4 separate regions of the Mus musculus genome follow, and regions 2, 3 and 4 are each linked to region 1. Evidence: chromatin contacts called from public ChIA-PET and HiChIP or PLAC-seq data. All regions are on one chromosome and are shown on one strand. The core of a region is the stretch at or near the end of the contact, and the rest is flanking DNA. Distances in the headings are between cores, read along the strand shown. Region 1 has its middle 11 kb from the start of Gm33831. Region 2 has its middle 42 kb from the start of Gm46069. Region 3 overlaps Dusp4 (dual specificity phosphatase 4). Region 4 has its middle 24 kb from the start of Dctn6.

The links. ChIA-PET counts read pairs in DNA pulled down with a chosen protein or histone mark. HiChIP or PLAC-seq counts read pairs in DNA pulled down with a chosen protein or histone mark.
Region 2: a contact with region 1 is called in an RNA polymerase II ChIA-PET map of memory CD8 T cells, with 19 read pairs. The contact joins two enhancer-like sites. A contact is called at or near these places in 2 of 484 Hi-C or Micro-C datasets (Th1 cells and nephron progenitors) and 1 of 115 datasets of contacts at active chromatin or transcription factors (memory CD8 T cells).
Region 3: an H3K27ac HiChIP or PLAC-seq map of regulatory T cells shows a contact between it and region 1, with 6 times the contacts expected there. The contact joins two enhancer-like sites. A contact is called at or near these places in 9 of 39 promoter capture datasets (the 3T3-L1 cell line, cranial neural crest, embryonic stem cells and 4 more), 7 of 15 datasets of contacts at CTCF or cohesin (the NIH/3T3 cell line, embryonic stem cells, large pre-B cells and 2 more), 141 of 484 Hi-C or Micro-C datasets (the 4T1 cell line, the 63-12 cell line, the AML12 cell line and 68 more), 28 of 115 datasets of contacts at active chromatin or transcription factors (DN3 thymocytes, the HPC-7 cell line, T-cell acute lymphoblastic leukemia and 20 more) and 2 of 9 other capture datasets (embryonic stem cells and pancreatic islet).
Region 4: a contact with region 1 is called in an RNA polymerase II ChIA-PET map of memory CD8 T cells, with 5 read pairs. The contact joins two enhancer-like sites. A contact is called at or near these places in 1 of 484 Hi-C or Micro-C datasets (the HL-1 cell line) and 1 of 115 datasets of contacts at active chromatin or transcription factors (memory CD8 T cells).

What each region holds. Positions count from the first base shown.
Region 1 is chr8:34,395,882-34,400,072 of GRCm38.p6, reverse strand. No RefSeq gene overlaps it. Among named protein-coding and RNA genes, the nearest start is that of Gm33831, 11 kb to the right of the region's middle. Within about 2 kb of position 1,927, at least 66 of the 459 cell types and tissues checked have an H3K27ac peak or open chromatin away from gene starts, as enhancers often do. A contact at or near this core is called in Th1 cells, Th17 cells, memory CD8 T cells and 1 more, where this site is marked.
Region 2 is chr8:34,729,722-34,733,776 of GRCm38.p6, reverse strand. No RefSeq gene overlaps it. Among named protein-coding and RNA genes, the nearest start is that of Gm46069, 42 kb to the right of the region's middle. Within about 2 kb of position 1,921, at least 45 of the 459 cell types and tissues checked have an H3K27ac peak or open chromatin away from gene starts, as enhancers often do. A contact at or near this core is called in Th1 cells and memory CD8 T cells, where this site is marked.
Region 3 is chr8:34,818,902-34,822,714 of GRCm38.p6, reverse strand. Dusp4 (dual specificity phosphatase 4) reads right to left here. Exons shown (of 4, transcript NM_176933.4): 4 at 2,821-3,813. Among named protein-coding and RNA genes, the nearest start is that of Dusp4, 13 kb to the right of the region's middle. Within about 2 kb of position 1,279, at least 17 of the 459 cell types and tissues checked have an H3K27ac peak or open chromatin away from gene starts, as enhancers often do. A contact at or near this core is called in Th17 cells and regulatory T cells, where this site is marked.
Region 4 is chr8:34,082,627-34,086,415 of GRCm38.p6, reverse strand. No RefSeq gene overlaps it. Among named protein-coding and RNA genes, the nearest start is that of Dctn6, 24 kb to the left of the region's middle. Within about 2 kb of position 2,490, at least 20 of the 459 cell types and tissues checked have an H3K27ac peak or open chromatin away from gene starts, as enhancers often do. A contact at or near this core is called in memory CD8 T cells, where this site is marked.

The sequences.
Region 1 (4,191 bases), core at 678-3,177:
AATTATTTTTGTTGCTACTTCACAACTGTAATTTTTCTACTGCTATGAACTGCAATGTAAATATCTGATATGCAACCTCCTGTAAAAGAGTTGTTTAAACTCCCAAGGGGGTAGAGCACCACAGGTTGAGAACCCCTGCCCTAAGGTCTAGTGATAAGGTCCCTGTCTTCCTTGCTCGTGATGGAAAATGAATAAGGCTACAGCTAAGGGGAAAAAAATCAATACACCCCAGACTTTCATGGCCACGATGAGAGTTTAAAGGAGAAAATCCCCAGGATATCTTCTTGAATATGTGTAGATTCGTCTACAAATCTGTCACAACCGAAACACATGTTCCCAAGGCTTAGGCAAGCCAGCAAGTGATTTCTCTAATCCCTTACCTATAAATTTCTAGCCCCATGCTGTTGGCAAACAAGACTCCTTCCCTCTTTGTGGCCTGCCATCTGTGTATAATTACACCTCCACGTAGCTCAGAAAGCGCACACTCCGCTCACAACCCAGCCATACAAAGGAGCAAGGAGTGAACAACGGGGATGTGTGATCTTTGTCCTGGAAGCCACAGTTCCAGAAAAACTACTATGCCTATGGAGAAGAGGATGGTGAATACTGAAAAATAATTAGTGAGAGGTTCGCTCGGAGGTCTTGAGGGATGGGTAACAACGAGGTGATGGCTCTAGGCCAGCAAAGGGGGAAAACCAGCCATGATAAGTAGGGTGGTTTGTGCAACCATGAATCAGGAGGAATAACCAGGGTCAGTTTTCACACTCTGAGAAAATAAGGCTGTTGGGAACAGCAGCTGAAATCAAAGAATAACATCAGGGGTTTTCACTGGAACATTATATACGATTTTATAGACTTTGTAAGTCAAGCTGAGTGGCTTAGAGCTAAACTGCTGTGTCTAAGAACAGCGTGTGGATCGGGACTTCAAGGGTGGATGAGCTGGGTTAGTGCTGGGAGCCAGTGATGCACAAGGAGGGCTGTTTCAAGGGTCAGTGACTAGCAGGCAAAGGCTCTGCTTGGGAAAGAAGCTCTGGCCTGAAATGGCAGTGGTGTGAGAGGTGTTTCATGAGAGAAAAAAAAAAAAAAAGAGTCTGAGCTCTATTGATCGGCCTGGGTAAAGGTTGCTCCGGAGGGGTTCCCCCACCCTTGCCCCCAAAACCCATTTCTCCTGCCTGTGCAGGGAGCACTCAATACCAGAACTGCATCCAACAGTAAACAAAAGTCCAACACAAGCTGTATGTGTGCATTAGCCTGGCACACAGGAGATCAGTGCTTGTTGAGTGGATGGCTAAATGCATAAATAAGCAAGATGTAGGTTGCAGAGCGCAGGTAGAACTGTACCAGAGGCAAATAAAGTCTAGAAAATAGGGTTGAAAAGACAGCTCAGTGGGAGCAGTTGCCGCCTCTGCAGAGGACCTGAGTTCAGTTCCCAGCATTCCCACCAAGCAACTCACAATGGCCGTTAATTGCAGTTCCAGGAGATCTGACAGTGTCTGGGCTCCACAGGCACCTGCACACATGTGCTACACACATATAAACATGCAGGCATTTACACATATGCATCAAATAAAAATAAATAAATCTTAAAGATCTGGTAGAAAGCCAGGTGACATATTCACAGAGAGAAAACTTACATTTTCATGCCAACTGTCATAGCAAAGCTGTGACTTGTGGCACTAAAGAGTAAGTTGACACGCTAAAATATTCCCTATGCCAGGCTGATGCATGTGTGTATGTATGAAATGGGGTGTGGGGGCTTGGGGTTACTCACGGAAAATGCAGACACCAGGTAAGCCTGATTGTACACATTCAAACCTCTGTGTTCTTTGTCTCAACGGCCCACGTTTCCTGAGCAGGATATGTGTGGGTTGCTCTCATGTGGCCATTATTTTCGGCTCTCTCTTAAATATTTCAATTCCCATTCTATGAATGAATCAAAGGGAGGTTGCCTTGGCAACCGTTCACCTTTCTCTAATCAAGCCTCCTGAACAACCTCAAGTGGCTTCTAGAGATAAAAGCTCTCAGCACGTGCAGAGTCAAAAACCTCTCACACCGCTGCGGGGGGGGGGGGGGGGCGCTGGGACCAGAAGCGGCTAAACACCCTCCTCCCACCGCCTCTCGCTCCTGTAACCACAGCCATTCATGCTGGCAACTGAACACTGAGATGCAGTTCTGCAAAGGACAAAGGATAGTAAGGGGCTCTTTGACAAGGTGCTTGTGAACCTTCTCTTTCCCAGATAACCATGGCACTGCCCAGGGAGAAGCGGGTTCATCAAATCTTTCCTCTGCCAGTTACCCTGGGAAGTATTGTGTTCCGTTCTGGGCTCTAGCAGAAGGCTAGGAGTTTCATCAGGGACGTGCGCGCGCGCGCGCACACACACACACACACACACCCCAGACTCTAAGAAGGGAGGGAGAGTCCTTAGGGGCAAAGTGAAAGCACAGTCAGAAGTCAGTTTTGAAATCTGGGTCGCTTATCTTAGTAGGGAAAGAAACAACCTCGCTATTTGAAAACAAGGACATTACTGGGACTGGAGAGCTGATGGCTCAACAATAAAGAGCACAGGCCACTCTGGCAGAGAACACAGTTCAAATCCCAGCACCCACGAGGCAGCTCACAACCATCTTTAATTTCAGGTCCAGAAAGATACAACGCCCTCTTCTGGACTCTGTGGGCACTGCATGCACATAGTGCACAGATATACGAGCAGGCAAAATACCCATCTATAATATATCTTCTTATTTTACAATTTCAAAGAAGAGGAGGAGGAAGAGTGTCTCTGGCTCCCTATAGACATGGTGGTTTGGAAGTGAGAAGAAAGACCCCAATAGCAAAAACAGGGACCTCGAAGGTTTAGGTTTTTTGTATTTTTTTCTTGCCTATGGCTTGGGTTCCTGTCCTTAGGATTCTGTTAAATTTCTCCAGGATGCTGCTTCCTATAATGCTAGGCCTTGGTTGGAAATGATGGTGGGAAAGGCACCAAATGATCCTGTTCTGAAAGCACTCTTGTCCACTGCAGACAGAATACAGAGGTTAAGGTAGCGGCACAAGCCATTTCACTCTCAGAGCCAAAGCCTGACAGCCCTCCACAATGGCAGCAGGTCCTTCCACTGTGGTGTATACAAGAGCTTAATTTTCAGGTTAGCTCTGACTGTGAATGAAGAGATGAGTTGAGCATGGGAGAGGGATGTGTCAGGGACATCTGGTTTTGGACTGTACGAGATATATTTCTCCATAAGTATTTTCACAGATAAGTCTTACCCTGGAAAGTTTTAGGAGCTGCTAGAGGTCCCTTAAAAACTAATAGAAATAATAGAAAAAAATAATAATTTCAACATTAAACAGAATAACATATGAATTAAGACCAACTCCCAGCCAGATTTACAAAGCTTATAAACTGGTTTGGACTCATGAAACCTTTGGCAGGGTAGTAATATAATTTTTCCCTGGCTTATAATATGTTGAATGTTGCATACACAGACTTACACACGTGTAATACCCAAGGCAATTATTTACTACAGGAAAATTGGTTCAGAAGGACAGTACTGCCACACCTTGGTGACACTGGGGGATGGATCCTAGCATAGCCCTTGGAACGGCAGATATTCAGATTCCCTATAAAAATGGTATAACATATGCATGCAGCCTACTCAAATCTTCAAAACTCATTTCTAGATTATGGGTCCAATTGATGCAATGTAAAGATTAGGTGTGCTGCACTGCTCAGAGAACAGAGAAGAGGGACCACATAGTCTACACGTGTTCAAATACACATGCAGCTTTTCCCTGAATACTTTGTATCCATGAGTGACTGATTCTACAGGTACACAATCCCCACATAGGGAGAACTTTGATGTAAATCAAAGTTTACGGTATGACTTCATGTGTATAAAGCACCTATGGATCCATTTAGTGTAAACAATTCATTCAGTGTATAAATCAAAATTACAATATAACCAAACTACAAGGGTAGAAGGTCAAAAGAAGTGTGGGGAGAGGGCTGTATGATGTGTGTATACATATGTCATAGAAGCAAAGAAAGGACAGCTCATCTCTGTTTTATAGGCTAAAAAGTCATGATAAATAACTAACAACATAAGCACAAAAAGAGCCAACCTCAATGGAGACGATGTCCCCACCAGAATGGCCTGCGGATACCCCTATGGTGCATTTTCTCGGTTGATGAGAGA
Region 2 (4,055 bases), core at 672-3,171, 330 kb before region 1:
ACACGAGGGGTGTTCAGCCTCACCAACCCTTTCAGACATCAGGAACAGGCTGGGGGTTCTCTCCATTGGCCTGGGTAGTTTTGTGAGCACACTTACACGGTGGCAATTTATCAAGTTTTGTATTCGTAATTTGTGCCGTTCCTCTGTATTTCTATACTTCAACAAACATACTGTCTAGAAGTCCATTCGTCACTTGAGCTAACTTCATGTGGACTCGAGGGATGGATGGAAAGACTGAAGATGAATGTGCTTCATAAAGTCAGAGAGCCTGGAGCAACCCAGCCAGGTGTCACTGCCCAGCTTGGGAGACAACTGGAGATGCTAGGAGTCTCATTTCTTTTTCTGGCTTCCTTTGTGACAATATGCAGCAGCGTGGTAGAAATCCCTATTCTCGGGAGAGTCTTATCCCTTCTGGAGCCCACAGGAAGCTTGCCTGGAATCTCATCCGGCCTCCGGTTCTAACAGCTTTAATCTCCGGGCAGAGCAACACCAGGGGTATACTTTGTTCAGGGAGCATCAGGTGGGTTTCATTTTTAACAGGTTTGTTGATCTTGGCCCTAGCTCTCCAGTGTGGGTAGTGCTGGCTCTAGCCTCCTTAAGCATTGGACATGATTGAAAATCTAACCATACCTGGGGATTCCCCTAAGCGGGGAAGGCACTTTGGTATTTTCACAACAAAATTCTGCCTACTGATTGAGGGGTGGGGGTGGGGAAAGGGCACTGTGGTAGACCCCAGGGAGTTAAAACAACAGGGTTAGCATAATTGGTTTCTGGGCTCTTTGGGAAACACAATTGGGATTACCTATTAAATTCCCTGTATAACTTTTAAGAAGTCTTTTGGATTGTAAATGAAGCAGTTATCAATCTAGTTAGGCAACACAATAACAGGCTTTGGAAGTAAGACTCGGGACAAAGGATGTCATCAAAATGCAAATGGTTTCCCCTGGGTGTGTCCTTATGAAAGGTTTTCAGAAAGAGGGAAAATTGTTCTTTGAGGCTGTGGAAAACTGTCTTGATTATCAAGGCTGAGACAAAGAGGAGACAGGAAGGCTTAGCTGGTTTACTTGTTTTCAACTCACTTAGAAGGTTAGATGTTTAGTTAGTTACCCCTTAGGTAATTGTATTGGTCCCTGGAGGAGCTCATAGCTGGAGCCATCATCTCAGATCTTCTTATTTGAATGAACCCAATCTAAGTTTGAGCTCTGGTGATCCATGCCGGCTAACACAAAACAGGAAGATAAAGTCTGTGCTACCCAGATAATGTGTATTGGGCTGTAAAACCACTTCCTCTCCTCTTATATTTAAATTTATGATCTACCCCCCCCCCACACACACACACACAGAGAGCTAAAGAGGAATTTTGGGGCAGGGGGTAAAAATAAAACTTTGAAATTAATTAAAATAATGGAACAATAACCCCCCTTTCATCTTTCTTCAACGAACTTAGTCTCAGTATTTAATGCCCAAGAGGGTCACTTTAGAAGATGTACAAGGAGCCTGTTCTTAGCATCTTCAGATGCGACTGTAGTTGTGTTTTATAAACCGGCTGCATGAGGATGCTTGGCAGGCCCGACCAAGGTGTTCCCTGAACAACCAAACCATGCGAAGGGCCGAATATAAAAGGGAGTTTATTTGGGACCTGGAGAAGGGGAACAGAGAAGGACAGAAAGAGAGGAGAGAGGAAGAGGGGAAGATCGAGGACACGTGAGAAAAGAGAGAGATGGAGATTGCAGGGAGAGGGAGGAAAGGGGGAGGGGGAAAGGGGAAAGGAGGGAGGGAGAGAGAGAGGTGAGAGGAGAGAGAGAGGGAGAGGGAGAGGGAGAGAGAGGAAGAGAGGAAGAGGAAGAGAGGAAGAGGCTCTACCTGGCCATTGTTCGGTGACTGTTGGGCGGAGACTCCAGGAAATGCTAACGGTGCTAAGGTACTTGGAGGCGGTACATTATTACATTCTGGAGCAAGCTGACAGTTTCTCACACCGAGCCAAGTTGGTCACAGCAGGTTTGGTTTCAGAGAGTGTCAGACAGCGTGAACAGATGGACAGTCCCTTGAGACAAAGTGAGGGGCGTTCGAGTAGCTCAGAGACATGCGGCTCTTCAGGATGCCGATCCTGTATCAGCCCTTTCCTCTGCTTCAATCCCCCAGACACTGTTTAAAACTTGCTTGAGGAAGTCAGTTCATCTGGAACCCCGGTAGCAATCCTTCTAAGCTTAGTTGGAGTGCCAAAACTCTTCAAGAAAAAAAAATACATTTTTTGAAAACACAGAGTGGGTCATGAATTTGTAGCATTTGAGATCAGCACAGTGTTCTTATTCGGCTCTATACTGTTCTCTGAGTAGCAACTTTGCATGACAGCTTGGACTCTGACAAAGTCACTGATTAAAGGTATAAACACCCTTGGCAATAACAACCAGCCAAACATTCTTTACTCATCAAAAGCAAAACCAAAATGCATCAGAATCATGGAGAGCCTTTGGGGACAAAAGGGACTTGGTAAAGAACCCACACTGCTTTTTTTTTTTTTTCCTTATGGGTTAAGATTCAGACATGTCCCACCCACTTTACCTTTTGACATTTCATCTACAAAATTCACACTGAAGAACCAAAATAATTTGTCAGACCCAACCCCCTCACCCTGCCCCATAATGTTTTAAGTAAGTTTACAATATGACATGGGCTTCCTTCATCAATATCCTCCTGTGCAGACGTCTCATGGGAGCCAGGCAGAATGGAGTTGGTCTCTTCTGGTTTATGGTTTCGATCTGTGCAAATACACTTCTCTGCACCAATCCTTAGCTCTTCTGGGCATGGAGACCTAGTGAAGCATGGAAATTATAAAAAAGAAGACAAAAGCCGGACAGTGGAAGCACACACCTTTAATCCCAGCAGAGGAAGGCAGAGAGAGCCAAGAGGATCTCTGAGTTCGAGGCTATCCTGGTTCACAAAGTTCCAGGACAGCTAGGGCTACATAGAAAGATTCTGTCTTGAAAAACCAAAAATAAAGAAGAAAGAGGAGAAGATGAAGGAGGAGGAGAAGGAGAAGGAGGAGGAGGAGGAGGAAGAGGAAGAAGAGGAGGAGGAAGAAGAGGAGGAGGAGGAGGAGGAGGAGGAAGAGGCTCAACTGATTTATCATGATCGTATGTGCTTGGAATCTCAGCACCTAGAAGGAAGAGGCAAGGAGACTTTGAGTTAATCACTAACCTGGGTTACAACAACAACAACCAAAACAAAACAAACCACCTTGGTTCTGGTCTAATTCTATTACAAAATATTACGGAGAGATGGAATGAGCTCAAAGGGTTTGTTCACAAAAGTTTCAAGGAGAAGGGCAGGATGGGGGGCATTCTTTGTATGTGGCGGGAAGCGATCATGGGATTCAGCTTTCAAAAGTCACACTTATAGGCTGGTTGTAGTTCTGTGGAGAGCAGAGGCCTTACAGCCTTGGGTTCATTCGGTCCCTGCACCACCTCTTCCCATGCTGACAAATGGGATAGCGTTTGGGAAAAGGCTTTCCAGGCCGCAAACTATTATTGTATAAGTAATAGCACTGCTGACTTTTTTTAAATTATTATTTATTTAACTATAGCAGGAAGAGGGAAGACACGTGGAGACAGCTATACCTGTAGCTCTTCATGTATAATTCCTGGTTGATTCATGTGCTTTTGAAATGTATAAAAAGGACCTAAATAGATAATGTTTCTGAAATTTTTATCTATTTGAGTAGCTTAGTAGTTACTTTCATCTTAAAATAATGCCCTCTTTATTATTTTCTTTTGTAAATACATTCTAGGACCAGAGCTGTCTTTATGTACAGGTGAGTATGTAATATTGACTCTATAGAGTTTTGACTTTCTCAGCGAGTTTTTCTTGAGTGCTCAGCTTCCTCACTCCATCACTGCTAACTGTCTTCAGAATCCTGCCTCCGGTAACTGCTGTTACTCTGACAACCGAGTTATTGTTACTTCCCATTTAAAGCAATCTGGATGGCAACCATGGCAGAGGGGAGAGTCCCCCAATGTGTCTTCCACTTTCGGTTGCTTTTAGCTTATATTTGGGAA
Region 3 (3,813 bases), core at 30-2,529, 420 kb before region 1:
AGGGACTTTTTCTTATTTTTTATAATTTTGTAATTACTGAATTTTCTTAATAGACTGGTGTCTCCAAGCTGTTTATGATAATAGTGGGAAAGTATTACTATTTACAATTTGGGAGAGCCATACCAATGCAGTCAGATAGATGGATGGTTCAACAAGTGGTTTTGCAAACCATACCTTGTTTCCTCACTCTAGCCTTGAAGCTTTTTTTTTTTTAAAGATTTATTTATTTATTATATGTAAGTACACTGTAGCTGTCTTCAGACACTCCAGAAGAGGGCATCAGATCTTGTTACAGATGGTTGTGAGCCACCATGTGGTTGCTGGGATTTGAACTTCAGACCTTTGGAAGAGCAGTCGGGTGCTCTTACCCACTGAGCCATCTCACCAGCCCGCCTTGAAGCTTTTAATTGCTTATTTTCCAGTCCCAACAGGCTAGGAAGCCAGTACAATGGCCCCTGAGTCTTTGAGCCTCAGACCCTGAGTAGTAATTCCTCACACGTTCTTCTCTTACAGCCCTCTTTCCTCACGGTCGCATGCAAACACCTGCCTCTCCCCTTGAATCTTCTTCTCCTATGCTTCCTACAGTAGGTCCCTTCAGGGAAAAGATGCCCAATGCTCTGCGAGGCACCAGCCCCCTCACCTGCCTCCCAGGGCTCTGCCATGCACTGGTCTTCACGGCAGGTGCTAAGTGGGCAGAATTACCCAAAGGCTCGGTTCCCTAACAGCAGGATGCTTACCAGTGAGAGTCCACAAAAGCAGAACTGGTTGAAAATGTATTTATTTTTCTTCAAATGATCTTTTTTCAAGCAATAAATAAAAACAGACATGGTTGACTCTTCTAAAAAAAATGTACATCCTACAGAAATACAAGCATATCAAATGTAGAAATGACACCACTCAGAAAGATGGGGCTATTTACACAAGTTACAAGTATTGCATTGTTATCTTACTGAAGTCCCTTGAATGATTTGTGAACTCTAAGGAAGGGGTGGGGCACTAGAAGGAGGACTTCAAAACAGACACATACTTTCTCTATCTTTCTTGCAGACAAAATTTAAGGAAATAACATCAACACCCAGACACTATATTGAGCTCACTCACAATGCTCCACAAAACTGGTTCTCAGAGGCCTCACAGAAACCACCTCATCCCTCAGCTGGCTTGTGGAGAGCAAGACCACACTGACACCATTACAAAGCCCTACTGGAAACGTCTGTGTCACAAGCTAGCTGTGTGCTAAGAAGACCCGCCTTTCACCATAGTGACGCAATGGCATCTCCAGGACTTGGCCGTACCAGTGACAGCCCATAGGAACACTGTAACATATTGGCATCCAGGTCCTACCCACACAAGTCCTGGTTTATTTGGTCAAGGGTCACCTAGCTATGAGGAGATTAAAGGCTACCTTAGGTGATAGGATGAACCCATATGAACTATTGTTATTATTGCCACAGGCTTTCTTGGCCATTGCCCAGTCCCCTTCCCCTTGGGAGTAACTATCAAATCTTCCCAAGGACTTTTAATCCCTTCCCATGGCTTTCCCAGAAGCCAAGAACCAGGGCACAAGGTCTCAGGGGCGAATGGAGCGGAGAGCTGCTGCTAGCTACCTGCTCGCCTGTGCTTCAGCCCTCAGTCTCACAAACACTATATGGATGATGGAGCCAAGATCCCCAGGGAGAACTGAGTGTCCCTCACTCTCGGGCAGATACTCAACAGCCTTCTGACATTCCAAAACTTCCCATCACCAGAAATCAGCTCACGGATGGGATACTGTCTTTTGAAACTAACTAACCATGAGGAATGGCAGGATCTTCAACTAACGCTATTGCAGAAACTTCTGGAGAGCTTTAAGGTGTACCCCCCGCCCCCCCCCCTTTTTTTCCAATCAAACCAATGTCCTACTTTCTAAGCGTTTTGGATCTCATGCTGTTATCAAGTACAAAGAAAATGACTTTATAAATAGCCCCTTGACACTGTCATAGGAGGTTTGAATTAGGAAGCAGGGGAGGGACATTTGGAGCTCCCAATGCCTGTGTCGTTGGGATCCAGTCTGGGAACTAGGACACATTTGGCAAACACTCATCTAGAAAGTGAATGTAGTCTACAAGCTATCTGCTCTCCAGATGCCCTCAACATTCTCAGAGCCCAGGACTCGACTAGCTACAGAGCTCATTTAATCTAATTCTTCACCAAACATGAAACAGCTGCCAGGAAGGCAGTGGGGGTAAAAATATGGGACCATCCAACTAAGCAAAGGCAGTCCGCCATCGGGGAAGCTCGGACCCGCTATGCCTTCAGCCAAGCCTTCGGACAGTAGGGGAAGCGAGCAGGGCACCCCTCACTTCTCACCTAAAGGCAGAATTTGGCACAGGCCACTCAATCCAAGTTCTACCAACACAGGTTCACATTTCATGGAAGGAAAAGCCATGAACCCAGGCTTGTCTGGGGGTTCTGGATGTCACCACGTGACATGGAGGCTTGGTTACATGTCTGCTCAAGGTGTGGGGGAGGAGGGCACGGGGACCATGCTAATTTCTGCCAAGTCTGCAGTGACCTCTAATCTGACACACCATCACAAAACTTGTCCCCCAATACTACAGATAAAACAGGTTCCCTCCCCTACCCCTCACATTCCCCCTAGAAAACACACTTATTCCTCCAAAGCCATTCCTCCACTTGGAAAGGCTCCTTTAAAATGGTGTTGGCCCAGTTGGAACCCAGCATGGCTCCTAAGTCACCCTATATCAGTAAAACAGGAGCTGGCATCCGGCCCCACACCCTCTTTTCTCTCACCTTTCCAGACTTTTAGGAGGCCCAAGTCAGGCATATGCGTATCTTTTTATTCAAAAGAGGGAGGGCGTTTCAGAGTATTCACCAGATTTTGTAACAAGAATTTCTTGGTATGTATACTTCAAGTAAACTGCTAAATCTGAAACACCCAATGTATCCGCGAGAGGGAGATTCATTTTTAGTTCATCTTCAGTGATCTGGTTCTGATCTGGCCTTACCAAATGATTCACGGCAGGAAAATCTGAACGGCACCCAGTTTTCCAGGAGCACCTTGGTAAAGATGGCGTTTACCACAGACCAATAGCCAGATCCTAGGCCAAGTGGGAAGAAACCACTCTATCCCCAGCCAAACAGACCGCTGGAGAGAAAAATCTCACGTGGCTGGGTCAGTGGGCCCAGGGGCCAGCTGCAAAAGTGACCAACCATAAACCTTTTTCCTTGCATGTCACCCTGCGTCTGATGGTAACCATGGTGACCACCTACCCGACGCTCCTCTCACTGCTCACACACCTGTGTGTTTCTCTGCTCGACTGTGTGACCTCAACAGAAATATCTCCCAGAGTCACTAGACTCCTGCACACACATGCTGAGGTTCTCAATATGCATTAAACAGTAAGTGATTATCCAGTTGACGACTAAGTATAATACTGTGGCCTAGAAGGATCTAGAACAAAATTCCTGTGAGTTCAACAACAGGAGAACAGACACACACAGAACCAGGCACTTTCCTGGCAAACTCATTTTTTCTCCTCTTTCCTTTCCCTCTCCACTCAATAAAAATTGGTTGCGCACATTTGCCAGGATCTGTGGGGTTTCATAACTTTCAAGCTTGATTGCTTTTTTAATAATAATAATAATGAGGTAAATTTCTACCTGCAAAGTAAAAACTGACACAGAAACCAAGTCTTCTCTGGCAGCGGAAACCGCCGTTATTGCTTATGTTAGAGTGTTTAGTTGTGTTTGTTTTTAATGTGTATTCAAAGTCGTTATTGCCATCCTAGCTGGCCCTGTGGTTGGCCAAGG
Region 4 (3,789 bases), core at 1,241-3,740, 310 kb after region 1:
GTGGTCTGGCAGGTATGATGGTGAACTGGCCTTCTAGAGGACCTGAATTCAGGTACCCAGCACCCACGTTAGGCCACTCACAACCTCCTCTGACTCCAACTCAGGGTGGATCTGGAGCCTCCAGCCTCCAAGGGCCACCTGCCACTCCTGTGCACACTCGCTGCCTCCTCCATACACATGAACACAAATAAGGAATCTTTTTTTAAGGTTTATTTATTTATTTTATTATGTGAGTACACTGTAGCTGTCTTCAGACACCCCAGAAGAGGGCATCAGATCCCCATTACAGATGGTTGTGAGCCACTATGTGGCTGCTAGGAATAGAACTCAGGACCTCTGGAAGAGCAGACGGTGCTCTTAACCACTGAGCCATCTCTCCAGCCCCCAAAATAATCTTTATGTTTGCACGGAACTCACTACACATACACACACACACACACAAGCTTGTTTATTCCATATTGACTCTGTTCTTTTAATCAGATAATAGCACCTCTATTTTGCAGACGTGGGGACTGAGGCATAAAAAGGGTTGGTAACTGCCCAAGTTTCCTAAGCTCATAAGTGACATTTGGACCCCACAAGAGGCGATCTACATCATCGGGTGTTACCTTTGCAAGTCTCCCCCAGCCTTCTAAAATCCAGATTCTGTAATTTAGTGAACTTCCTGGCTGCTAGGTAGAAAAAGACTTGCACTGAACGTCTTCAGTCTCTAAGATACTTCATCCACTTGAGAACAAAAATAGGAGAGATGTTTAAAAGAAAAAGCTACTTGATGTTTCTAATGGATTTGATAAGAATTAACCAAACTGGGGCTCTCTTGCTTGAGGCTCCCTGCCAAGGTACTGAAAGCTCTGAGCACAACTGGGCTGGTACTTTGCACCAAGTGTTTTGCTTTTTAGTTCTTGATTTCTACTGATTAGACCAATATAATTTCATTTACGAGGATTTAGAAGGTGAGGAAGAAATGTAATTTCACAATCCACCCTGGAACACCAGGGCTTTTCACTTTGAGGGCTCCTTTCAGCGTGCAGTCCAGCCAAGCATTAATGAACTGAAGAGCTTGGAGTTTCATCCAAAAGCTTAGATGTCCCAGCCACAGAGCGTCATCTGTTTTATCCCGGGAGACACTGGCAGGGGACTGTTGCCTCTTCCTGATGCTCAAAGGTGCTGGAGAGCCCTCATGGAGACTCACTCACTTCAGACTTTTGCTAACATAAACCAGGAGCGGCTTCTCTCCTGCCTCCTCTTCGGAGTTAATATATTAAAATATTTTAGAGTTAGCAGTCTCCTAACTAAAAGCATCCAACAGGAAGTACCCGGCCACACTGTCCTATGGGAAAGCATTACCAGTCCCACCGGAGACCTGGCCAAGAATGTTTTGATTGGCTACTCAACACTAGCATCCCTTCCAAAGGCCTGAGCGCTCCTTACCTTCACGTGATGTGAACAGTGCTAAGGTCTTAAAATTACATTCTCCTTTATGCCTATGTTTGGGGTTTTTGGTTGCTATTTGCTTTTGGATTTTTCAAGACATCCTCTCCCTGGGGATGGCTTCAAAGTTGCAATCCTCCTGCCCCTGTATGGGGAGTGCTGGGGTTACAGGTGTACACCACTAGGCTTGGTTTCCAGCTGTGAGGTCACATCAGCTCATCTTCACTCCCTGTGTGGCATAGACCTTTGAACTGCCTTTGCTCTCAAGACCCTTCGCCTTTTCAGAACTAGTGAGTCGCCTGCCTGCCCGATGGTGGGCGAACCGAATCCCTCTCTAGAACCTGAGCTTTCCAAAAGCTAATTCTGTTTGTTCCCAGCCTTGTTTATGCAAGTCGTACTCTGAAATTACATCATTTAATTCAATATCACCCAAACCAAACAACTATGAGTGTGAAGAGAGTTGTAATCTTTAGGAAAATAAGTTGAATGTTTGAGAGTTGATAAAGGCTTGATTTAAAAGAGAAAGGGGGAAAAAAAGCTGTAGAATTACATGTGCACAAAACATCCTGAAGGTTTGGGTGTGGGAGGAAAACCAAAATCTACAAAACTTCTCCTCTCAGTTTGCAAGTGTCTTGAGTCCTTGCTCCAGACACCTTCAGCTTGATAATGCTCCTCCTACCTGTGTTAGCAGGAGTCTTACACAGTCCTGGTTGGCAGCCTGCAGTCAGAGAAAAAGCTTATGTCTGTGGATGTCAAAGGAATGGTGGTGAAGTCAATGGATTTACTTTTTGATTTTGTATTTAAGACAAGATTTTGATGAGCTGCAGTATGGTTTATGAATTCCCCACTTTCAAAGACGACTCTGGCCAAATTCCGACTCTGACTACTTAGGGAAGTGGGGTTTCTCCAGCCCAGTGCCACAGGCTGGCCAGCACAAGAACGCAGTGAACTGCCTGGCCCCGAGCATGTCCTTGGTGCCTGCGAGTTATAGAGGGACAACTCCGTAATGCCAGCATGGGGAGGCTGAGACAGAGAGATCTCAAGACTGGGGCTACCCTGATGTACATCGTGGGTTGAGGATGGAAAGATAGAAAATAAAAAAGCATAGATACTTCAAGACATGACCAAATATGGACTTCTGGAAAAGCAATAATCCATCTTCTCCTTGTTTAAACTAGAACCAGAGGGGCTGCCTTTATTATAAGAAGCTTTGGGTCCAAACTGTTACAAAATGACAAACTTGCCTCCCTACTCGCTGACCAGTTTTCTGGTCCTATAAACACACTCTGCCCTGCACCTTCTGCGGCTGCCGAGCTGGTGCGCTAAGGAGGGACCCAGCGTGTACAGGAAATGGTGACGGCTTTGAGATCCGGCAATAAACACACGTAAAGAAAAAAAAAAAGTTTAGGAAATGATATGACTCAGGCATAGACTAGATATTAAAGATCCATCTGGCTTCTGAGAACTGCCTATTCATATCAGCACTGTCTTGGTAAGGTCCTTCCCTCCCTCCCTCCCTCCCTCCCTCCCACCCTCCCTCCCTCCTCCCTCCCTCCCTTCCTTCCTTTCTTTTATGGTTTGGTTTGGGTTTTTTGTTTGTTTGTTTTTTTTTTTTTTTTTTGTGGTGGGGAAGGTGTTTTGCTTTGTTTTGTATTCAGACAGGGTTTCTCTGTGTAGCCCTGGCTGTCCTGGAACTCCCTCTGTAGACCAGGCCAACACCTTGAAATCACAGAGATCCACCTGCCTCTGCCTCCCACATGCTGGGATTAAAGGTGTGCACCACCACCACCCAGCTTGGTAAAATATCATAAGATATTAGTGTCCCAGCTTTGAACTCAATTATGAGCTCAGTTCGTCACCTACATCGATCTTTAGCGACTCTGAAGTGGAAAGTTTCCTACACTGGTCACAGTCAAAGGGGCAGGAAAAACCTGACGAAGGATTCTTCCTCAAGCCGCTGGGGTCTTGCAAAACTATCGGAACATGTTGTGTGTACAAATGAACCTAAATAGATTAAAGAAGATGGGCCTCACGCACACTGGCAGGGTGGGAAGCCCGATCATCTGGAGACAAAATTATAACAAGTTAAACCTTCTAATTGGTATTTATTTTTATTGTTAAATTTAGCATCGGGCAACACTTAGTTCCATAAAATAAAATGTGCATTATTGTCGGTTGTACAAAGGGATTGATTTTGTAAGTTTTGTAAGGGAACAGGCTAAAGAAAGCAGAAAGAAAAAAAGAACAAATTGGTCATTTCAGTGTTATTACTAGTAATGGGGTGGGAGGTCACCATCAGGGTACATCTGGCTTTTTGGTTTTAAGGTTTTTTTGTTTTTTGTTTTTTCAATATTTGAG